Regions from separate parts of the Gossypium hirsutum genome. Here region 1 is linked to region 2. Evidence: chromatin contacts called from public Hi-C data. All regions are on one chromosome and are shown on one strand. The core of a region is the stretch at or near the end of the contact, and the rest is flanking DNA. Distances in the headings are between cores, read along the strand shown. Region 1 holds the start of LOC121216173 (fructose-bisphosphate aldolase 6, cytosolic). Region 2 holds the start of LOC107948453 (growth-regulating factor 3).

Region 1 (6,469 bases), core at 1,197-3,696, 410 kb before region 2:
ATTCCGAGATAATCTTGAATCCCTTGTTACATAGAATACTTGCAGACACTAAATTCTCTCACATTAGTCAAAGTCAATTTCTTCCCAAATGTGAAGTTGAGTTCCACTGTCCCTTGACCAAGCACTTTAACAGATTGATAGTTTCCCATAAGCACTTAACAGTTTGCCATTAGTTCATAACTCTTGAATTGTTGTCGGTCATTACACACATGGACAATAGCTCTAGAGTCAAGCCACCAATTACAGAACTTATCAGTCATGGCTATGTTGAGTTCAGTAATCATACCAATCTCCAAATTTTTGATCCCTTCCGTAACCATGGCCACTAAGTCCATGTTGGATTTGGAAGTTGTGGCATCTTGCTTCTTTCTGAGAAGTCTGCAATCCTTAATATAGTGTCATTTCTTATTGCAATTATAATAATTGCGAGTTTTTTTCTTTTTGTCTTGCACGTCCTTGGTCTCGGATATGGCCTTTCGCTTACCATTTCGAGAGTTCTTAGACTCGCTCACATAGTTCACTTTAGAACTTTAGGGAAGATACATCGCATCACACTTCTGAGTTTCCTCTTCAATACGCAAATGCCTAAGTATTTTCTCCACAGTGAAGTCCTCTGCCATATGTAGAAGTTTCTTCCGATAATTGTTCCAAGATAAGGGCAACTTCAAGATGATAGCCCCAACTTGTAATAATTCTAGAATAACAACTTTCAAGTCACGAAGCCTGCTTACAAGGACTTGTAATTCATGGACTTGATCCATGATCGGGATACTATCAAGTATTTTGAATTTGAAATACTTCATCATTAAAAATTTATCAGTACCTTGTCTCTTGGTGTTGTATTTCTCTTCAAGAGCTTTCCATATTTCCACCGAGGATTGCATCGACATGTAAATATCATACAATCGATCAGACAAGGTGTTGAGGATGTGTCTTAAACATGTGAAAGTGTCTTCTTCGTGCTTCTTCTTGAGTTCAGCCACCTTTTCAATTTCCTCAGAATTTGCATTGGGGGCGGGATCCTCCACGGGTTGTAGGTTTGGATCCAGAATGTACGCCACTTTTAAGATAGTAAGAAGGAACAACATCTTGTCCTTCCAACGATTGAAGTTTGAACCATCAAATCGATTAAGTTTCACAAACTCTTGGTTCATCACTTTGAATGTGGTGTTAGCCTCAGTCGCCATCTCCAGAATTAGTTCTCTTTGATTGTTGGATATTTGAGTGGAGACGATAGAACCAGAGACTTGTATGGAAATAAACAGTAGACTTCGAGACATGAATGACGCTTTCCAAAGAGAACTATTTGCCCCCCCACAAAGTTGCTAGAGGGTTAAGACAAAGGTCCTATTGGGATATAACGAAGTTTTGAATTTCCTTTGATTAGCAAAATCGAGGAATTCCCTAACTCTTACTCTAGCTTTTGAAAATAAGATTGATTGTAATTGTATATTTGTAAACACCATAATGCCTCTATTTATATGCACTCAATGAATACAATTTGAAGAGCCATAACCCTTCATATTGGACATACTCCTTGAGAGAAACATGTTCCATGGAAATGTATTCATTGGATGATAAATCATCACTTTTAATTTGAATAATGCTTGTGAATAATTAAATTTGTAAGATGATAAATCATCACTTTTAATTTAAATAGTGCTCATATTAATTTACAATTTATACTTTCCATCAATTGTTAACAGCGGAAATGAATAAAATTTTTAATAGAAATATCAATTTATTCTTTAATCTAATATATATGGATTAATTTATTTATTTATTAATATAAAATATAATATCATATAACTAATAATACAAAAATATTCACGATACTTTCACCTATAAATCCCGATATAATTTACCCTTAAAACTTTAATCTGAATTACTTAGATTAATGTATTTTCAAAATACATATAAAATATAACTTTATTTTTTTTCGCCTGATCGTGTGTGGGTTCTCAAATTTGTCCTTGTTTGATGAGATCGTTATAAATCAAATCAAAGCGAAAAGCAGAAAGCGGAAAGTGGAGTAGCAAAGAATTCTTGATTGCATTGTTGTTTCAAATGACCAGACTTTTAATGGTGGGTTTGGATGGGCGATTAGGTGCGGTGCGGTGCGTTTAGTTTACTTTTTGTCTCACGCTACAGTATCGCTACAGTGTCTAATCTCACCGCCACCGTTGTTTTTACACTAACCGTAAGTACACGCACCGCCCTTCCAAACTCACCCTCAGTTTTTAATCGTTTGTTATGGTAAAAATAGTTAATATTAATTCGATAAAAATAAATTAAAGAGAAGAAAAAAGCCCAAGCCGAGGATGGAAAATGTTAGGTGGAGCAGAGATGCAAAAAGGTTAGTTGGGAGTTTGAGGGGTAAAAGAGTAAAGTGCAAAAAGAAGAAAGAAGAAGAAAAACCATGGACGAATAAGTTAGGAACAGATCCAACGGGCAGTAGTACATGGGTTGCTAACTTGGAAAAGAGTAAGACGACAAATTAAAATAAAAGAAAAAATACCCGAATATCTAGAAAGCCAAATCACCCCCCACCTATTTCTCTCTTACTTTCCAGTTTAACCTAACCCTTCTCTTTTAAAAACCCTAACCCCTCTTCCTTTTCCCCTCGCTCTCTTTTCCTTGCCACCAAAAAACATCTTTCTGTTCAATTCAATCCTCCTTTTTCTATTCAACCATAATGTCTTGCTTCATTAGCAAATACGCCGGTAATTACCCTTCCCTTTCTACTTCCTTTTTTCCCCTTCGGCGTTGATTTTATGTTTACAATCTTAATCTCTTTGATCCATCTTTGTTTTTTCATTTTTATTTCGATCTTTAGATTTTTGGTCTGATATGTTAATTGTTTTGTCATTTTTACGAGAAAACTTTGTTACTTACTGTTTAACTAAATTAATTGAGTGATATATCTGGTTGACTTCGTGGTTTTTATACTTTAATGAAAGCAATATTCTTTTGGTATATAGATTTGGATCTTTTAGGGCCTGCTTCATTTTTCTTGCGATCTGATTGTCAGTGGTATTAACTATGGTCATTTGTTCGCTGCTCTTTAATCGAAAGGAACATAATAGATTTTCCCTCTTTTTAATGAATAATATTAATTATAATTTTGTTCGTCTTTGTTTTTGGGGTTAAATTTTGAAGATCTAGATCTGCATGCACCTGCTCGGATATTATCTCTCCGATCCCTTTTTTATAACTGCGTAATATTTTTTAATATATACTTTTTGAAGTTTTAATTTAATTATCAGTCCTTGATGTGCTTAATAATATCATGATATCTTTCTGGATCTGAGATAGTGCACCTTATCCTTCACCCTTAGGCTACTTAAGTTTTTTAAACATTCGGATCTCTGTTCTTTATCGTGAATTGATGGCTTATCTTTTAATTATTTAAATATTGTAGATGAGTTGGCTAAAAACGCTGCTTACATTGGCACCCCTGGAAAGGGTATCCTTGCTGCTGATGAATCCACCGGCACCATCGGCAAGCGTCTTTCAAGCATTAATGTAGTAAATATTGAAGAAAACAGGCGTGCTCTCCGTGAGCTCCTCTTCACTGCTCCAGGAGCTCTTCAGTACCTCAGTGGTGTTATTCTCTTCGAGGAAACCCTTTATCAAAAAACCGCTTCGGGTATTATTAAAATGACATACTTTGATAATATTAAGAACCTCGGTAGTGTTATTCCTTTTTAAGAGCTTATGGATGGTTGTTGATTTCTGATATTGATATTTGATGTGCAGGCAAGCCCTTCGTTGATGTTTTGAAGGAAGGTGGTGTCCTCCCTGGCATCAAGGTCGACAAGGGTACCGTTGAGCTTAACGGAACCAACCGCGAGACTTTCACCCAGGGTCTGGATGGCCTTGCACAGCGATGCCAGAAGTACTATGAAGCTGGTGCTCGCTTTGCTAAATGGCGTGCTGTCCTTAAGATCAGTGCTAATGAGCCAACCGAGCTTGCAATCCAAGAAAATGCCAACGGGCTAGCTATGTATGCTGCCATCTGCCAGCAATGTGGCCTTGTTCCAATCGTCGAACCTGAAATTCTTGTTGACGGATCACATGACATTCAAAAGTGTGCTGCAGTGACAGAGCGTGTTCTTGCTACCTGCTACAAGGCTCTAAATGACCACCATGTCATGCTTGAGGGTACTCTTTTGAAGCCTAACATGGTGACCCCTGGTTCGGACTCCCCGAAGGTTGCCCCAGATGTTATTGCTGAGTATACTGTCCGTGCCTTGCAGCGAACTGTCCCTGCTGCAGTCCCAGCTATTGTATTCTTGTCTGGTGGGCAAAGTGAGGAGGAGGCTACCCTAAACCTTAATGCCATGAACAAGCTCCAGACCAAGAAACCATGGTCACTCTCATTCTCATTCGGACGCGCCCTTCAGCAGAGCACTCTCAAGACCTGGGCAGGAAAAGAGGAGAATGTGAAGAAGGCACAAGATGCTTTGCTCGTTAGGTGCAAGGCTAACTCAGAAGCCACTTTGGGTACATACAAGGGTGATGCAGAGCTTTGTGAGGGTGCCGCAGAGAGCCTTCATGTCAAGGACTACAAATATTAAGAAATTAGGCTTGTGGTCAAATATGTGATGTTTAGCAGAGTAAATTCCGGTATTGATATTAGGGTTCTAGTGTTTTTTTCTTCTTCTTTTGAGTTTCTGCCGTTGCTCATCGACTTTAGTCTGTGGAATCAGACAAATTACAAATAAGGTTTGGGAGCCTTTGTGCTCGTTGAGTATTTTTGGTTTTCTGTTTATTTCAGTTTAAAACAAAATTCTCTGCTTAGTTGAGTGTAAGCCCGCATTGTGGGACAAAAATGACCAAGTATAAGCCCTTATTCTGTTGGTTATTTCTTATTGATTTGCTTTTCATGATTCATCAATCGTAATATTACATTTGGAGGCCTTGGCAGGGAAGGAAGGGGTTAATACCCACATATGTTTAATATTGAATTACTCGCGTGATGGACTTCAACCAATTGAAGATCTTAGATGCAAGGAATTTAAAACTGAATTTGAGGTTAAATTTATGGTTCCACATCAAATCTTAAGACAATCCTATATGTACAGGTTTGTCACGATTTAACTTTCTTTCTTTTTGCTATTTAAAATATTTTTTTTATTTTAGTACTTAAATTGTCATTATGTTATAGTTTTACCATGTGATATATATATTTTATATATAATGCTTACTTTTACTCATAATTTTTCAGCAACATTTAAATTGGATGAAAGATATGCTTAAGAACACTTGTACTCACGTCTTGATTGTTAAAATAACGCAACGCTTATTTACATATGACAATTCATAACATGACATCCATTTAAAAATTTAAAATTCAAATACATAATATAATATCTAAAAGGTTTGAATATTCCAAAGGTTCTTATACTCTATACTTTAATTTTGAAATATTAAGCTCCTATATTTTTTTATTTAAAAGTTTTGGTACCTCCAATTTTGCCATTATAATTGGTGATGAGGTTGTTATAAAAAAAATTAAAATAACTCTTTTAGCCCTCAACATTTACAGTTTTTTTTATCAATTTGATCCTTGCAGTACATAAATGTTTTAAAAATAATTCTTTTTACTTTCAATAAAATATAAAAAATTGTTCAATTTTTTTAAAAAAATCATTTTAAATAAATTTAAAAAATATGAAAAATATAATTTTTTTAAAAAAAATATTATTGACCCTATGAATGGTAATAAAATCTCTCTAAACTTTAACGTATTCATTTGGCCCATATTAAATCAAATCTGAACAAGTTTTTAAAAAAAATTAGTTTAAGTATATATAAAAAATAATTTTATATAAATTTAATTATAAAATATATAAAATATTAATATAAAATAATTTTTAAATATGATACAATTTTGAATCAATTCAAAATAAAATAAATAAAATTTTTAATTATGAAAGCTTCTTTTCCTGAGCAACACCTACAGCCATCCACCAACATCCCCAACACCCACGGTCGTTTACACTTCACAGCATATTCATATAAAAGTTAATTAAAAAAAATAAAAAAAAAATAAGATGAGGAATGAAACTAAACGTTGCGTTTTGGTAGAATTGCAGTTGCTATTTATATTCATTGATAGCCTTTAACCATCGTTTCTTTGTCTTGAATATTTTCAAAGGTCTTTCCTCAGAAAACCAAAAATAGAAAGGCAGATGAAATCCAATGTACTTTTTGAGCATAAGAGAGAGAGCAATCTGCGTTTGGCCCGTTGGAGAAAAATACTGAAAATCTATCTACATTTTAACTAATTAATGGAATAATTTAAGTCTTCAAATGCATTTGTGTTTCACAGTTTTTTTATGTAAATTTTTGGATAAACAGTATATTTATTTTCGATAAAGTTAAAAATAAAAATAACAATAAAATTAAATACGATAACTATAAAATAAAAGATTTTACGGTATTATAGCCACCATCCATCCAA
Region 2 (6,947 bases), core at 2,827-5,326:
TCTGATCATGCATACAAGAATCAACAACACTTAATCCAAAATCAGGAAGTTTCCTTCCTCACATACTATTCTAACATCTATGCATGCAGAACGAGAAACACGTAAATGACTTAGCGGGTAACCTAGGTTTCATCAGTAATTCCCAGTGAGTTGGTACTAACGTAGAAGTTAGCTGAATACTGTGAACCTTACTTTGAAGAGGTTTTTTGAACTTAGGTTTTTAAAGAGTTTTCAGAGGAAATCAATGAAGAAAAAGAAAACGTAAAAGTTTTCAGAAAGACCACCGTTATTCTTATATACTTAAGCTCGGACACAAGGATTACTAGAAAAATCAAATAATTCCAATATTGATTCCCGTGATTAAGTGCACTTAACATAATTTAAGTCTTATAGTCTATAGTAGTCTAGTTCGGTTCTAACTAAATCTCAACTTAACTAACTAAATTACCATACTTAAATAATAAACAAATCTAAACAGTCGTGGTCTTAACAAGTTCGCCCAAAGCATCTGGGTTGGGCGGATACTTAACAGAAGAGTCCACCAAACCACAGAACTCATCTAAACTAAAAGTACACCAAATGGCACAATACACATAATTCTATATTTAGCCAAAACAAACATTTTACTTACTCATATCTGTCCTTATTTTACCAACTATACGCCAAACAGTAATCAGATACAAAGACTTCACCAGGCAAGTTGTTACATCATATATTTATAATTCAAATCATGAAAGTACAAACTGTAATTGTTACTCGTCTATGACTCTCGTCTTTCCTTTCTCTCGGGACAACCCGACGTCTTTTTTATCCACGTTCAATAATTCAATTACAAAAATGGTATTAGTTTCCACTCAATTACATAAAAAACATATAATTATACATATTTTTATTTTATTCATTTTAGTCCCTATATCCAAAATACTTATATATTTCGTTATTTAACATCGGATCTAATTTTAATTTCATATCCTTCTATTAGGGACCTTATACTTTTAACCTCTATCATAATTTCTTAATAACTCTTAATTTATTCAATTTAGTCCCTAATGTCAAAAATAACTAAACTTTCAATTCTAAACTAATCTCATATATTCTAATACAATTTCAACTAAATACAAAACTTAACAATTACATATCTATTAATTTCAAGCTTTAATCTCACAAACCTCAAAATAACAAGTTGGTATAAACTTAACGATCTCAAAATATAATCATTGGGTTAGCTCGATTAAGCTTAATGGATCGTAGATCTATAAAAATCTTAAAGAAAATTGCTAAATTACCTTGGTAATTTGGATCAAATTGAAAAAAGGAAACACCTCTTCTTCCCTTCAACCATGGATGGAAAGCTTTGAGAGAAATATAATGAATTCATCCTCTCTCCACTATTTGATATATTTATACTTAGATTAATTACTTAATTAATAAACTTAATCATGTTTAGGTTTGTTTATTTAAGGCATATATATTATAATTATAATCACAAAGATAAATGACTATCGTCATTATCATCCAATATTCTATAGAAATAATGGTTTAATAACCATTTAAGTCCTTTGGTTAATTACCAATTAGGTCTTCAAGCATTTTCTATTATAAAATTTAATAGTGATTAGACTTTTACAATTTAGTCCCTGAACTTTAATTAACGATTTTTCTTGATTAAATTTCTTAACGATATTTAATATATTTCCGTACTAACTCTGTAAATCCTTCTATTATAATCTCATGGACTCGATTTATGGAATTTGGGTTTTGAAACCGCATTTTCTGACACCGACTAAAATCGAGTCATTACAAAACTCATCACCAAGAGCGAAAGCCTGATTTGGTAGATCATATAGCTTGAAATAAAACTCATCAAGAGTCTCACTTTCATGTATTTTAAGTATCACAAATTTGGTGGTGAACATTTACAACTTTGATTGTTTTTACAGTGTTGGGTCTTTAATGGGTTATTTCAAGAATGTTCCATGCCATATAAGCAAAAATATACTTAGAAATGCACTTTAATTCTTGAGGATCTACATTGTTGAAGATAGCATATAAGGTCTCCAAGTTAAAATTGGATTTTTGTCATCATTTGTGGTCCAAGTAGTTTTAGGTTTGATAACTCAAGCTCCATCTATTTCTTTCATAAGTGGCTCCAAACTTAATAAAACAACCTTCTAAGCCTTCTCATCAATTGACTTTATAAAGGCTCTCATACATGTCTTCCAATAGGCATAATTTAATCCATCGAACATAGGGAGATATGAAACTGAAGAACCTTCCATTACAAGCAAATATTGGTACTAGTAAACACAACTAGCTACGTTAAGTGGGAGGCTCTAATAATTGAAAGAACAAAAATGATAATTGCAAGTAAATTAAGTATGTACCAACTAGTTTTGGCATTAGTGAAGAACAAGGTAGAAAAGTAATGAACACACAATATGGTAGCGCCATTCGCTTTCCCTACGCTTGCAGGGCCTTGCCCAGAAAGATAATCTTCTATCTTAGTAACTCATACAACAAGTCACTACAACCTCTAATAATTACTAGATTAAAATCCTAACGTTTGCACCTAAGAGCTAAATCACTCTCCTCTAAGGTTTCCCCCTTGGAAACTTAGGATAAAAAACCAAGTAGCACACTTGATTTTACGCTCAATACACTCTACAGAAATATTCCTCAATGAACAAAACTAAGTGTTTTCTAATTAGTACATCACATATACAAGTCTTTTCAATTTATAAGGAATTGATACTTGCTAACATATTATATCAATTACAATCAATCTTCCCAATAAAATTGTAGGGTAACCAACTCTTAGAATATTTTCATTAAGTCTAGGATAAGTCTTTAATCTTCAGGGTATACTTCCAAGTTTAGCCAATCCGAACCAATCACTTCAAAGTAAGGAAATTGGTTTCCTTGATATGATCCAAACCAATCTTCAGGATATGTTGCTATAAATTATTTTGATATCATAGATGGACTTGCATACGTCCATAAAGTCAGTAAAGATCAAAGCCCAATGATTTTGTTACCAGAATTTGACAAAACAAAATATTACAAGTTTTTTAGGTGAGCAATGTCAGACGCCAGTAAACATTACTCATTGGCACTACTCAAAAACTACCTTAACATAGTCTATCATAGAAAATCTATCCATATTTAAGTTGCAGTTCCTTTTTAGGCGTGACATTCATGAATCTATCAACTACTATAAGAACCATGAAATTTATTATTAATAAAAACATGCCTAGCATGAGCTCTATTTTTAGGAGGAGGTTCAATGATTAAGATGTTACTCTGCATGTTTCAACAAATAAGTTCCACAATAACAAAAATTTAATGGAAATAATAATAAACGAAGAATAAGTTAAAATGATCTCACCGAATTTTTCAAAGTTGCGTCCTCGATCTCTTGTTGAATCTTCTCTTTTCTCTTGAACTCGAAAGAAGATTAAAACAAGACTAAAGTGATATAAGTTGAGTATAATAACTATATATATACAAACTTAGGGTGGGTTTAGATGGGCCGTGCGTTTACCTGTGATTAGTATAAAAATAATAGTGGCGGTGAGATTAGATACTGTAGCAATACTGTAACGTGAGACAAAAAATAAGCTAAACGCACCGCACCACACCGCACCCAAATACCCATCCAAACCATTCCTTAAAGGCTAGGTCTAAGTTTAATTAACATATAATAATCATTAAAAATTTAAAAATATCCTTTAACCCTAATTTCTAGCTGCCCAAATGGCTTTAGGTATGTCAAAATAACAAAAACAGGAAAATATATGTTTAGGGCAGACCACTGTAGAGCTTGGCCGAAAGCCGTGGCACACAGACAGCTTGTCAATCAAGGGCGTCGTGTCACTTAGCTAAATCTCGCGCCGTTACATCCTTTCCCAGTGCTATTGCTTTTTAAGCTCTAGCCACTCATTTCAGCCTCGAAATATCCTTGAGTGCTTGTTTTACTCGAAATTCTTAGGACCATGTGAAGATAATATTTTTACACATATAAAATAAAAACAATTATCTATAAAAATAACTTTGTCGTTTAGTGATTTATTTGTTTACATTTAAAAATGTCTGCCTCCTGGTGTCAGAATAGTTCCTCTTCCTCTCTTTGAAGTCTTAAAGTATTGCTATCTGCCGAAGCCATAAGAGAGAGAAAGAGAGAAGTTCCTGCAAAAGCTTTTTCCAAACTTTCTCTTTTTAACACATCAACAAAACAGACCCCAAAACCCAAATAAAAATCTCTCTGTCAAAATAGCCCCCCCCCCAACCAACGAACCAAAACCCCGAAAGTACATTTCTCTTTCCATGGACTTGCATCTGAAGCAATGTAGAAACCTGCATGAGTCAGACCATCAACAACCACCACCTTCTGCAAATATACCAAAACTTCACTTTCATCATCATCATCACCAACACCCATCTCCTCTTCCTTTGCTTGTACCTCATCACCACTGCAAATCCAGCAGCAACAACCTGCCACCACTTCCTCATTCATCCTCCACGTTTCCTAGCAGTGAGATTTTCTTCCTTTTTCTTTGCACCTTTTTTTGTTTTCTTGGCAGGATTCTCAGAAAAGTTTTCGACTCCTAAGTTTGGGAAGTTTCTGGCTATCTTGCTTACTTGATTTTTGCCTTCTAAGTTACCTTTTTACTTCTCTCTTTAGGGATGGGAAGTTTCTTCAGCTTGTCTCAATGGCAGGAACTGGAGTTACAAGCTTTGATCTTTAGATACATGTTAGCAGGCGCAGCTGTTCCTCCCCAACTCCTTCAATCAATCGAGAATTCTACTATTCTTCACTCTCCTTCATATTTCCTCCACCACCCTATTCGACACGTCTCCCATTACCAGCCACCTTGTGAGTGATTATATTTATGAAATGTGTGTCCTTGCTCTTATATTTTTATGAAATGCGTACTTTAGCACTCTCTCATCAAATTTATAAAGAAAATAAGTACATGGTAAAAGAGATTGATGCATAAATGATTTTATAGTATTATATATATATATCTACACGGTCTACCTAAGTGAACTTAATGAATCTGTCCAAATAGTATGTACTTGAAAGATATGACGAGTATGAGGATGTCGGATCAGTGTTGCAATCAGGGTATTGGGGAAGAGCAGCAATGGATCCAGAGCCAGGCCGGTGCCGGAGGACTGACGGGAAGAAGTGGAGATGCTCGAGAGACGTGGTGGCTGGCCAGAAGTATTGCGAGCGCCACGTGCACCGTGGCCGCAACCGTTCAAGAAAGCCTGTGGAAATGCTAAAATCTAGTGGCGCCTGCACCACCATCATCAACAACAGTACTCTTGTTGGTGCTGCTGATGGTGTTGTTGATGTTGGATGTGGTGGCCTTAAACCCACTTCTCTGATTCCCAATTCACCCTTAGAATTGGCTGGTGATAGAGCCAACAGTTTACTCCTTTCAGGGCATTCCCCTCCCGTTGATCTTCTTCGCCTTAATTATAGGTAACTTCTTTTAAGTATCTCCTTAATCACCTTAATTACAAGGTATTTTTAATTAGATTTAAATTTTTTTAGGAGAAAAAAACCTGAAAATTAGGAGGAAAATTTTAATTTGTCAAAAAAAATAAAAATTACATAAAATCATAGTTGATACAATCTCTTCACATTTTTAAAGTTTGCTAATATTTGCTATCTATTTTGTAGAATTGTTTTAAAGTAGCGATGATGATTACTCCTTGGTAGGACCCTAATCAATATCTGACCAGTGGATGTATCTCAAAATCTGGGCAGGGGGTTTAGATTCTGTACAAGCTGACCCCAACCATTTCTTTAGTCTTTGTAACGTGCTTTCTTTATGCTCCGGTACAATATATTTTCTTTATTTTGCTTATTTTTGTTTGCCCTACAATGTTCGTGTTTCTTTTATGTCTGGCAGTTCCTCAGATTCCAAAAATGTTCATAAGGGCCTTTTCGAAGCCCAAAATTATGGTCAAATGTTGAGACAGTTTTTTGATGATAGGCCTAGATCCTTACAACAACCTGACAACCCTGCTGAAAGCCCGATGAGTTCTGCAACTTGCCTCTCCATTTCAATGCCAGGAAATTCTTCATCAGATGTGTCGTTGAAGCTGTCAACTGGCAAGGGAGACCAATTGAATTGGGCTGCTGGGTGGGCCTCAAACCAGGTGGCTTCGATGGGAGGGCCCCTTGCCGAGGCTTTAAGATCATCCATGTCCAATTCACAACCTTAAAGGCTCTGCATCTCAAACTAGCATTGTTACCACTTGAATCTTTTTAGACACTTCAGGACTTAAAAGTAAATTGCTTGAACTCTGTTTTTTACTTTTATTGAACCAAACTGACTACAATAATGGTTCCTTGAAAATTAAGTTTGCGAGAAAAATAAGCACATAAGTTGTTTCAAGACATGCTAAACAGGACTCTGAGCGTAATTCAGATAACAAACCGATAAACATTTGCAAGTGACCAACTGAAATTTGACTAATTATCAGATGGATAATCAACTGTACTGCACGTGAAAGGAAAAGCCCTTTTGAGTGGCGATCATTTCATCTCCTGGATACCGAAGCTCCAAGGTCATGGACTTCTACATTTTGTGTAATTTGTAGGCCCTAAAACAGCAGGCTGAGTTAGGGTAGCTCCTCAATAAGAGATTCTGTAATAGAAAAAGTTTAGCGGTCCGAAGGTTCTGATTCTTCCACAGGTGTCGATGCCTTCACAGCTTTGGCTTCTTCAACAGTTTTTAACGTTTTCAGTAAGTTGTAAATTGCCAGTTGCTTTTGGTTCATCTTCAACTAGCGCATAAACCACCGCTGTTCTATTTGGTGCATACACCAATAAGGAACGAGGGCGGTTATCATACCATCCTTCCTGGAAAAGCCACCATTAGGTTTTTCTAAGTTGGAGAACCCTTGGGTGAATTGAAGACAATGGTATGTAG

Evidence for each region. A called contact is a pair of places that touch in the nucleus more often than the background predicts.
Region 1: a Hi-C map of leaf shows a contact between it and region 2, with 1.9 times the contacts expected there. The contact joins the promoter of LOC121216173 here to the promoter of LOC107948453 in region 2. A contact is called at or near these places in 3 of 34 Hi-C or Micro-C datasets (callus and leaf).

What each region holds. Positions count from the first base shown.
Region 1 is chrD04:37,744,568-37,751,036 of Gossypium_hirsutum_v2.1, reverse strand. It overlaps LOC121216173 (fructose-bisphosphate aldolase 6, cytosolic), which reads left to right and starts at 2,446. Exons shown (of 3, transcript XM_041091521.1): 1 at 2,446-2,723; 2 at 3,422-3,649; 3 at 3,760-4,867. The coding sequence starts at 2,696. The coding sequence ends at 4,580.
Region 2 is chrD04:37,335,652-37,342,598 of Gossypium_hirsutum_v2.1, reverse strand. It overlaps LOC107948453 (growth-regulating factor 3), which reads left to right and starts at 4,076. Exons shown (of 4, transcript XM_041091412.1): 1 at 4,076-4,531; 2 at 4,682-4,873; 3 at 5,113-5,488; 4 at 5,739-6,334. The coding sequence starts at 4,324. The coding sequence ends at 6,237. LOC107948452 (1,4-alpha-glucan-branching enzyme 2-2, chloroplastic/amyloplastic) reads right to left here. Exons shown (of 22, transcript XM_016883001.2): 22 at 6,308-6,877. The coding sequence ends at 6,740.